2 separate regions of the Gossypium arboreum genome follow, and region 2 is linked to region 1. A link is a contact called in public Hi-C data. All regions are on one chromosome and are shown on one strand. Each heading gives the region's core, a stretch centred on a gene start, on an enhancer-like site or on the middle of the called end of the contact. The rest is flanking DNA. Distances are from core to core; before and after follow the strand shown. Region 1 has its middle 69 kb from the start of LOC128281008. Region 2 holds the start of LOC108455752 (transcription factor SCREAM2-like).

The links. Hi-C and Micro-C count contacts between places; a contact is called where the count stands out from the background.
Region 2: a Hi-C map of leaf shows a contact between it and region 1, with 2.7 times the contacts expected there. The contact joins the promoter of LOC108455752 here to the enhancer-like site in region 1. A contact is called at or near these places in 2 of 5 Hi-C or Micro-C datasets (both in leaf).

What each region holds. Positions count from the first base shown.
Region 1 is chr9:13,861,856-13,867,301 of ASM2569848v2, forward strand. No RefSeq gene overlaps it. Among protein-coding and RNA genes, the nearest start is that of LOC128281008, 69 kb to the left of the region's middle. Within about 2 kb of position 2,291, at least 1 of the 2 cell types and tissues checked has an H3K27ac peak or open chromatin away from gene starts, as enhancers often do. A contact at or near this core is called in leaf, where this site is marked.
Region 2 is chr9:14,347,399-14,352,936 of ASM2569848v2, forward strand. LOC108455752 (transcription factor SCREAM2-like) reads left to right here and starts at 1,911. Exons shown (of 4, transcript XM_017754296.2): 1 at 1,911-2,235; 2 at 2,537-2,662; 3 at 2,754-2,924; 4 at 3,192-3,413. The coding sequence starts at 2,158. The coding sequence ends at 3,290.

The DNA.
Region 1 (5,446 bases), core at 1,041-3,540:
CATTTAGATTTGCCTACAATTTTGGTTTTCACTATTCTGGTGATTTCATCCATATTTAGGGAAAATTCAGTTTTCTCCCTCTCTTATGATATTCTACTTATTCTATGCTTTTATTTGTTTGTACATTGAGGACAATATGCATCTTAAGTGTGGGGAGGTTATTTATATTATTATTAGAAAATCCCTGAATTATTTTTTGTGTTTAAGTAATTTTCTCATACTTCGATTGGAGTGAATTTTTTTCAATTTGGGATTTTTATTGATGTTGTTTTGGAATAATTTGTAGATATTTGTGCATTGGTTGATTTAAACTTTAAGACATGAGAGAGTCAAGCATGATAAGTATTTTTCAGAAATTAAAAATTTTAGGTTGTTTCCCTGAATTGGGGTATTATCTTGAAGTTTTAAATTTGCAAGTGTGACATCAAAACTATGAGTTTTTGTGAGATTTTGAGCCTATAGAGAATACATTTTTCATGCTCATTTTATTATTGGTTATGAGTCTATCAACTTGATCTGTTATTCTAGAACTTGCTTCGATTATGCATGTCTAGACCATACATTTAATTTGATATACTAAGATGATAAAGGCACTTAGGTTTTAATGCATTTAACTTATAAAAAATCTGCCTATTGATTTAATCTTTAGTGAACCATGTTGAGCCTAACACACATTTTCTTGATTAACCCGTCAATGTTAACTCATAACCCATTTTTTTCGTTGTGACTCTTTCTAGTTTTATTGACCCCTTTTTGTTGAGATTTGATTTGGTTAGTTGCCTAACTATGTTCTTTTGTTTGAATTGGTGAATTAATTCTTATTGTTCTACTTTAAAAAAAATCGAAAAAATATTGCTTAATTCTTTGTTGATTGAGCTCGAACAGTTAATTTCATATTTTATTGAAATTTTTTTTTATTCTTGAATAATATTGATTGATGCACTTTCTTTTAATTCGACATTTGTTTTTTTTTTCTAGTTTAGTAATTTATCAACTCGATCTTGATTATAACAAACTTTTCTAGCTTTTTTCCACACCCTTAACCTAAGCTCTATTACAACCTCTTAAAGGTCTTTTGATTAATATGTCATATCATTTTATAGTGGTGGAGATTTGATTTTCAAGCAAGCCTATAGTAATGACATTTCTTGTTCGATTGTTAAGTGAATATTTTTGAACCTTAAACACTTTAAGTGCTTTTGATTGCTTTGAGTGTATTTTTAGTGATTTAGTGAGGATGTCAATTCTTATTGATTGTGAATTAAAGGTAATTACTTAAATAATGGGAGACACCTATATTTTCATACTTTAAATAAATTAACTTTATTAAATATATATAATTTATTTTTTAGGCAAAATTGAATTAATTTTATAATAAAACTATTAAATTAATCATATATACTTAAAAGTTCATTATTTAAAGGATAAATATTTAGTACACTCACAATATACTTTTATAAGACACTTGTCAATTCCTAACCCTACTTATGTATTAATTTACCAAATAATATTCCTTATTTAAATTTTTTTGAAAATTCTAAATCGCACTTATCAAAGAAAGTTTAGAGTTAACAAAAAGGTGGCATGTATACATTAAAAGAAAACATGCATGTAACTTTTTAGTTTAAAAGCTTTCTAAGATTTTGAACAAATCTTATGTAATTAAAATTTAAATATAATTACTTAATATTTTTATATTAAAATTATCAAAATTAACCATGTGTTTTTAAAATGTTAAATATTACTCAATTATTTATTTATTTTTATTGGTAACATAACTTTTTTCTTTTTCTTTTGTTAACATAATTATTTCTTTATTTGAAAAATCTAAATTGCTTTTATTTATTTAGATTACAATAAATCTTATAAGAGTAAAAATCAAAATATTTCATCAAAGAAAAGTTTAAAAACTGTTAACCAGTAAAATTTAGACAGTAATAACAATAATTTTTAAAATATAGATAACCAATTAATTTTGGATATTTTATAAGGACAAATATAGTGCATAACCGACTGAATAAAGTCCTATGTAGTGGGAATATTAGAAACAAAAAATTGAATTGAATTAAAGTTTTGCAAAACATCTAAATTATCATAAAAGTTTTAGTCCTTAGAGTTGATTTCATAAAACAAAGTAAATCTGGCGATGATTTCTTGATTTGGGTAATCTTAAATTTGTCTTTAATTTTAGTTTTCAATGGAAAGATTGCATTAATCCGAGGGGTGAAACTGAACTCGTTGATGCAAAGCTTGTTTTTGATTCTTTGGTCTTAATTGGGCCAATCATGGCACACATATATCTAGGCCACTTCATCCCAATGAATCGGGCCTAATTTAAATAATTGGTCCCTCCCTACTCTCATCGTAATGTAAGCAGTACACATAATATATACACCTACGTGTATGTATAGATATACAAACATATCATCAATGCATATTTTTATTTAGGGTAAACTAGTAACTTAATTATTAATAAGATTTGTTTAGTCACTAAATCATGAAAACTTACAAAATAATTATTCAATTATTTGATTTTTTTAATTTTTGTTAATTACTGTTGATTGGGTGACAAAAAGATAATATGACACTCTTAAATTTGGCATGATAATAAATTTAATTCTCAGTGTTTGCATATTGTAAATGTATCCAGTTAACGACAATTAACGAAACTTGATAACTTTCTCAAATTGGATTTTAAATTTTTTTATCACATTGATCCACATGGTTAACACCATTAGCTTCTAAATATTTGAGTAATGTGGCTAAATTAGGATGTGACACATGGACAAACAAGGAAACGACAAGTGTCTTTCTATATAATTATTCTAAAATTATAAAAAAATATATATATTATAAAAATTCAAAAATTAATCTAATAATTCAAAACATAAAACAAAACGATTAGTTAAAAATTCAATAAAAGAGAACATATTGCTAAAATTTTATAAAATTTGAAAAATAAATTACAAAAATATTGATCAGTCAATTTTTGAATCGTTAAATATTTTCTCAATTTTTATATTATTTTGTAACTTTGAACTGTTTTTTTAATTATATATATATATATATATTCAATTTTCAACTTTTATAACTTGCATATATTACATATATTTTAAAACTTGTTTACATTTTTTGAATATATATATATATATATTAGAATAATTAAATAGGAAGAAACATGTTGCTTCTCTGTTTGTTCATGTGTCATCATCGTGTTTAGTCATTTCACGCAACTGTTAAAAAATTAATAGTATTAGTCAGCATCGTGTTTAGTCATGTTACTCAACTGTTAAAAAATTAATTGTGTTAATCATAAGAATTAATTTGTATAATAAATGCTACCTTTAGAGGTTAATGTAATTCAAGAAAAATTAAAGAATAATTTGAAAAAAAATTACCATGGTCATGAGCCCATTTATATATTAAACTAGTTATTTTTTCATATATCCTACCTTTTAGAGTGCAAAAGTAAATGATAAGGGAAAGATAAACAGTATACTATGAGATTTGGTTACTACATGGTTAAAATTCATGCGTTTACATGTGCGGAATAGAGGGTCGATCAAAAGCCTTACTATTAAGTCTACTACCACACTACTTATGATTTAATAGATGTGAATTAAAGTACTTTAGTTGTCAAATAGACCAGTTCGACTTAATCCGAATAACTATTTCTTAATTAAAAATTCTTCATATTTATATTAATTCTAAAATACCTATTAATAAAATATTTTAATATTTTAATGTCAAATGAATGACGAATTTAGATAAATGAATTATGACAAATTTAAAAAGAAACTATTTTGATAAGAAAATATCAAATTATGATTTAACTCAAGGACAAGTCGATTGTAATAAAAAAAAAAAACTCTTTAAATATCTAATTTTTACCCTTGAAAAATGTCTAACTTCTAAAATTGAAAAGTAGCTATGGAAAAACGAAGAAGCCAATATTATCATTAAAATTATTGGGAGTTAACTCAATAGCTAACTATTACTTAGCTTAGTGCATGTTGTCTTAGAATCCCTAAGATTTTATGTTTGTTCGAGAGAGATGAACAACTCTATGGCCTTAATATACAAGACAAAAGATGAAGGTCCTTTTTTGCTTACCAAAATGAAGAAAAGTCAGTTTTGTAAATGATAGAAACACTTCAAAATCTTATCCCATAAATAATTTAGTAATAAGTAAACAAATAAAAAAACCCATGAAAATGTTTTTATATAAAATGGTACTGCTTCTCCCATTTTGTGGGGCTTATGAAGTTTGAAAGTTCCTAATGAAATGTCCCACATAGATATGGCCAGAGCTGTGCCATTCAGTCATATGGTTTTGGTTGTTTCCTCCCATACCTATGGTCATTTTTCTTCCCTTTTTTAAATCCAAACCATACTTTTTTTTATAAGACAATACCAGAGAAAATAAACATGAAAGCATCTAGATCAAGTCATCAATTTTACCGAATACACTCAAATTTAACTTTTCTCGTACTCACATAAAACATAAGAACAATCATCATTTAAGATATCATTGATAGAAAAGAGACAAGTAACAAATTCAAAGTAATTCGACTGAAATAAAATTACCTACGCTAAAATGTGAATTAATTTACATAAATCCAACGAAAAGAAAATGATTGAAAGCTAAAATTAATGTACAGACACACTTATCAACAACCCTGATATATTCAAATAACTATTTGAAAAATCATACCATAATTATTTACAATCAATTACCAACACAATATCATCCACATGCAACAACTTAAGCTAAGAAAGAGTCTCACCAACCTAAAATATGCCTATATATTTTAAATCTTTATGTTTCCTTCAAAACCCAAATGTTATGCCTATATATTTTAAATCTTTATGCTTACTTCCATTTACATGTGATAGAAAGAAGGGACAAAGGCCTGCCCTGGCAGCTTCTGATTTGCTCCATAGATATTTTCTTCAATAAAGAAAATGAAAACATATATTATATTATGTTGGAGACATAAAAGTTAACCCATCAAGAAATGACTTCTCTCCGTCACCTAAACTTTCCAACTCTTTCTCATAGGTGTCATTAGAGTGCTTCGAATAAGTTAAAATATTTTCGAATTATTTGGATTTGGTTTAATAAGTAATACTAAACTCAAGTATTTTATTAACAATTTTGTACTTAAATATTTGTCATGTCCTGGGTTTAAATTTTCTTTTTAATTTGATAATTTTTTAATGCTCAAAGAATAATGGACAAGGCAATGCAAAGAACACAAAAAAAATGTACAGAGAAGAGAACAATATGGTAATGCTTGGCAACGGAAATCTCTTTTATTTCTATTTTTTGAATTTTCTAAAGGAAAAAGACAAATTATTATAGCTGTCAAGAGTGGTTTTTTATTTGCAACAGCGAAGCAATTTGTAGTTATTAGATATTATCATATTAAAAACAAAGAGTGCG
Region 2 (5,538 bases), core at 661-3,160, 490 kb after region 1:
TGGCTGCGTTTATGTTATTGCAAGCAGGGGAGAAAGCGAATTTTTTAGCGGAATTAAGTTATATATTTTACAATAGTAAAAATATAATTTTATCATTTGAATTGTATATATTCTTATAATTTTGAAAGATTAAATCAAATTTTATCATTTTTAAAAGAAGTTAAAATATAATTTTATGATTATTAATTTAAAGTTCTATGAATTATAAAAGAGTTAAAGGTTCGAGATCTCTACTAACCGCTTGACCCTACCATTGATTAAAAATCACACAATTATAATTTAAAATAAAAATAAATTATGATAATAATTTTATAATTAATTATATAAGTTAATTGGATTAGACTTTGATTTTAGGGAATGCCAACGCATATAATATATATCCAAATAACATTATGTATCAGTCAATAGCTGCCATGGAAATAACATGTGTCAAATTATTATTTTTTCTTCCACAAGCTTATCCTTAATTACTTGTGAAATGATGATAATAGATTCAATTTCCAAGAAAACAAAAATTATTGAGTGCATGAATGAATTGCCAAAGTTTCTGATTTGATGAAGATGATGAGTAAGGAAAAAAATTATAGTGATTATAAGGGCAAAGAATGGCACGTGTGGAGAGAGAGAGAGAGAAGACAAAGAGGGTGACGGCTAGCTGGTGATGAGCGGGGGGGAAGAGTCTAAAACAAAGGCCCCGTGAGGAGTGTTTGGAGGCATTCCAATATATCACAAAACTAAAACATCCACTCCTTTTGTTTCACTTCTTTCGATGGCCATTTTTTTTCACTTCCACTCCTTCACGAGACCTCACCTCATGATTCCCCCCATTCCCCCTTCCTCCTTTCTCATCCAATGCCATTTCCCCAAATACCCCCCTTATATCTAAGTGTAATTTGCAAATGTCTCATATCTAAGTGTGATTTGTATACCTTCTTATAAACTATTTGGCTTATAAGTTAAAGGTAAATGATTGCTTTACTTGATATTAGGTTGTAAGTTTAAATCTGAATAATCATTTCTCTTTACCCTATTGGTAAAAAAAAGAGTTTTTGAGTACAAGTTTAATTCTTACAATTTAGTTTTTAGATCTTGACCTCTAAATCTAAGAATATAAAACTATCAAACCATTTAGCTATATGGAACTGTTTAAAAATATATTGTGAAACTACCATAATTAATTAAGTCTATGTTTTTCATCCAAACTAATTAATTATCTAGGAACTTGAAGATAACTTTCCTAGAAGGCAAGTGATATACATGCACAATCAAGACTATGGGACTAGTATGATTCTTTGCTATGAAAATGAAAAAAAAGAACATATAAAATTTTGTATATAGTGAATATAATTGACTACGTACATATGATTGTTAGCCAAAAATCATATATTTGATCATGCTTGAAATCTATCCCTTAAATAAAGCTTGAATCAATAAAGATATATTCTTGACATAATTTTATGTTTGTTGAAAAACTGTCAAAATAATACATAATGTCTAATGCATATTGCTATATAGGTTTTAAGTTTCTTTTTTGCTCGGCCAAATTAAAAACCAAAAGTTATATGGAGTTTTGATGCTTGCCTTAGGTGTTTTTGTGCATCATTGGCTTTTAAGTTTCTACTAAATTTAAACATCTCATACATCCAAAACACTGCCTAAGGTAGGATTTAACTTTAAAAATTCTTTGGGACCATATTCTTGAATTGTCCATTTTCTTTGAAATAAACGTAAACGAACGTATAAAACTCAAAATATATAAAACAAATAATTTTTTTAAAAAAATTATGATATCCATACAAACACTTATTACGAATCCGGATAACGCAGGTTTGGATAGCATAATTATCACATAAAATGCAATAATATATATTAACAAAATTAGAAGGGGCAATGTGGTAAAATGAGATGGAATCTATATTATATTATGGTGGTAAGAAACTGAGGCATTCATGTGGGAAGCAAATAGTAGGATCCTATAGATTTGAGAGCTCATCCCTTCTCTTTTAAACAGCCTCTATGAGCATTGCAGAGAGTTGAAAAAAAAAAAAAAAAGAGAGAGGAGAAGAGAAAGAGGGGATAATAGATAATAGAGCAAAAAAGCTCAAAGATATAAGAGAGAAATTATATAAAAGTAATACACAAAAAAGAGAAAAGAAAATGGTTTCTAGGGAGCACAAGAGAGCAGCACTGCATGAGAAGCTTCAACTTCTTCGTTCCATTACAAACTCTCATGCTGTAATTTCTCTATATCTATTTTTCCATAATCCTACTAAGCCCCCCTTAATTTGCTTTCATTGCTATTCACCAGTGTTCTTTTGTGTGCCACTGTTTCTTATTGGTTTTCAATTATTCTTATTGGAGCTATAAGGGATACTCCTGCTATATGCAATCTTTCATTGAATATTCATAATCTAGCTTGTGCTTAAATTTCTGAAATTAATGAAAAGAGAAAAGGGAAAAGAAAGCAAGAGGAAGAAAACTTTATGTTAACCCCCCCACCCCAACAATTTAATTGTAAAATTACATGGCATGGCAGGTGAATAAAACAACAATCATTGTGGATGCATCAAAGTACATTGAAGAGCTAAAACAGAAAGTAGAAAGATTGAATCAAGATATATCAGCTGCACAAACTTCAAATGATCAAAATCCATTGCCTATGGTAATTAATTTTCTCATATTTGTTCTTCCTTTTATTTTTGGTTTCAACTTCAACTTAAACTGTATTATATGTTTTTTTTTGAACATAGCAGGTTACAGTAGAAACACTAGAGAAGGGTTTTCTTATAAATGTATTTTCAGAAAAGAACTGCCCTGGTCTACTTGTTTCTTTATTGGAAGCCTTTGAAGAACTGGGTCTTAATATTCTTGAAGCTAGGGTTTCTTGCACTGATAGCTTTCGATTACAAGCAGTTGGTGGAGAAGTAAGCATCTAAATTTATCTTCATACATAAATTATATGTGTATATTTAGGTTAAAGAATTATCACAACGATCTGATATAAATTATATATATGTTTCTTTCTTATCCTTCAGACTAGATTTGAAACCATGATTCATTGTTCTTGAGTTATCTGATTATGATTTTGTTAATGTAGAACTATTGAGTTATCTGATTATGATTTTGTTAATGTAGAACTATGGATTGCATTATAATATATATTTTGCTTTCAATTTTTTTTTTTTTGGCAGAATGAAGAACAAAGTGAATCTATTAATGCACAAGTGGTGAAACAAGCAGTGTTGCAAGCTATTAAGAATTGGAGTGAGGGTACTGATCAACAGGAGTAAATGGATTTTTTGTTGTTATCTATTAACTTTCTTTTTCATGCTTTTGTTTTTTTCATATGTACCTTATTGGCAATGTCGTTTAATCAAAAATTAATCTCAAATATTGAGTGAAGTTTACCAAAATGTAATACGAGATCTACCTTTTAAGGATAACTCCATGCATGAATCAATTGGACTAAATCCAGATTCTATAAGTATTGTGTGCTAATGCCAGTCTTGTATCTTCTTCTGTAATTGATCGAAAACGAAAAAGGAAAAGCCCCTTAGCAAAAAGGATAGAGTAATTAAATCTAAAGCTTCTTCTTGTGAAGATTAAAAAGAAAGTTGCTTGTAAAGTTTCACCACTTACAATCAATAGTGCTTGTTAAAGAAGAAAATAAACATCAAGTCTATATAAGAAAACGATGCATGTAAATTAGGGGTAGGACCATATATATATTCATATAAGATTTTCAATAAAGACGATGACAAAGTGATTATTATACCTTATTATGTTCAAGTGTATATATATAATATATATAACGGTCAGAAGATTTTTTTTTCCCTCATTGGTGCAGTAGATGTAGTTCCCATGCATGGATATTGCAACATGCAAAAGGATTTAGTTTATTGGCCTTCAGAATAACTTTCTCAAGTTTCACAGCTGCTTTTATACATACTGATGGTCCTTTCGGGCTACATATACATAATAAATTTAGTTTCCTACTCGGTTGGAACCATGCCTAATTAAACCGCTAATAGTTGTAGCTTTTTGGAACCAAAACTCGTAAGAAAATTCAACAAGTAAACTGATCTATAAATTTTATCTGATAATTTTGTTAATAACAAATCATACATCCAAAGATATATAATGACGCAACAGTCATATAGGTAACTAGACTTCAACAGCCCAACTTGAAAAGAAATTAAATTAAATGATTATGACAAAATTTTTGTTGTACTGAGTGTGAAATATAACCAATCATTCACTTAATTATTACTTTGGTACTTAAAGAATTTTTTATTTCGATTTAGTACTTAAAATCTCCAACCGTGTATCGCGTTGTCCTAACTATTAACAGCATTAAAAGAAGCTAATGTGGCACGCTACCAGCGAGCCATGTCACACTACATATTTTTGTGTGAAATAAATTAAAAAAATCAAAATAAATTAGGAAAAACTTCAAAAAGTAGAAGAAAATTTAAAAATATCAAAAAATTTAAAATAAGAAAAATATAGAAAATTAAGGAATATTTTAAAAATATAAATTACAAAAACACAAAAATCTATAAAATTAGAAAAATTTAGAAAAATCTAAAAATAAAAAATTTATAGAAAATTTCCAGAAATTTTAAAATATATATAATTTACTTTATATATATTCTTTCCATTTTAATACATATAATACAAAAAAAAGAGAAAAAAAAACATAAACAATTTGCTACCGGGGAGATTTTTGGCAATTTTTGAGGAGTGACCAAACCATTGCCAATTTGTAGTAACATTGTATGTTCGGAAGACTAGTCATGTTTGTGTTGACAAATTTTGGCAACAACATTCATTGGCTTGTGATTCCTATGTTATTGTAGACGCTTTTTACCCATCCTTGATACCTAAATTACACATAGCAACATGTTTTGGAGATTGACTTGGATTTTTATCAAAGCAATCAACTTTCCAAGTGTAATGGATTAGATCGAGTCGAATCAGGCTAAAATGGAATTATACCTTGAAAATTCAATACTTATCTTGAGCTATTTGAATATATTCTTTATGCATATTATCCTTATAATGCCTAAAAATTTCGATATGACACGTGGCATAATTTCGGGTTCAAATATCAAGAAAATTGTGAAAAAAAAATTGTGGAATGATTCAAAAAAGAAGATTTATGAAATGAATTTGATATTGGAGAAAGAATTACATGGAAAAAGTTGTTAAGGTGAAATATGACAAAAAGAACCAAGTCGTAAATTTTAAAAAGTATGAGGGCTAAGGTGCGAATTCATCCAAAAGAGGAAAATTTGAATCATTAACATGAAATAAATTGGAACGTGATTTGATGATATGAAAATCACTTTTGGGACTGAATTGGAAAAAAGTTGAAAGTATAGGGACTAACTTGTAATTTTTCATTTTCACCCATAAAGTGAAAAATTTTAATTCTCACAAATCAAGGACTTATATTAAGACTTAAATATTAATCATGAATTTGGTTTGGACAAAGTATCAAATTTTGGGAAGAAATCATGAAAAAACCAAAAAGGG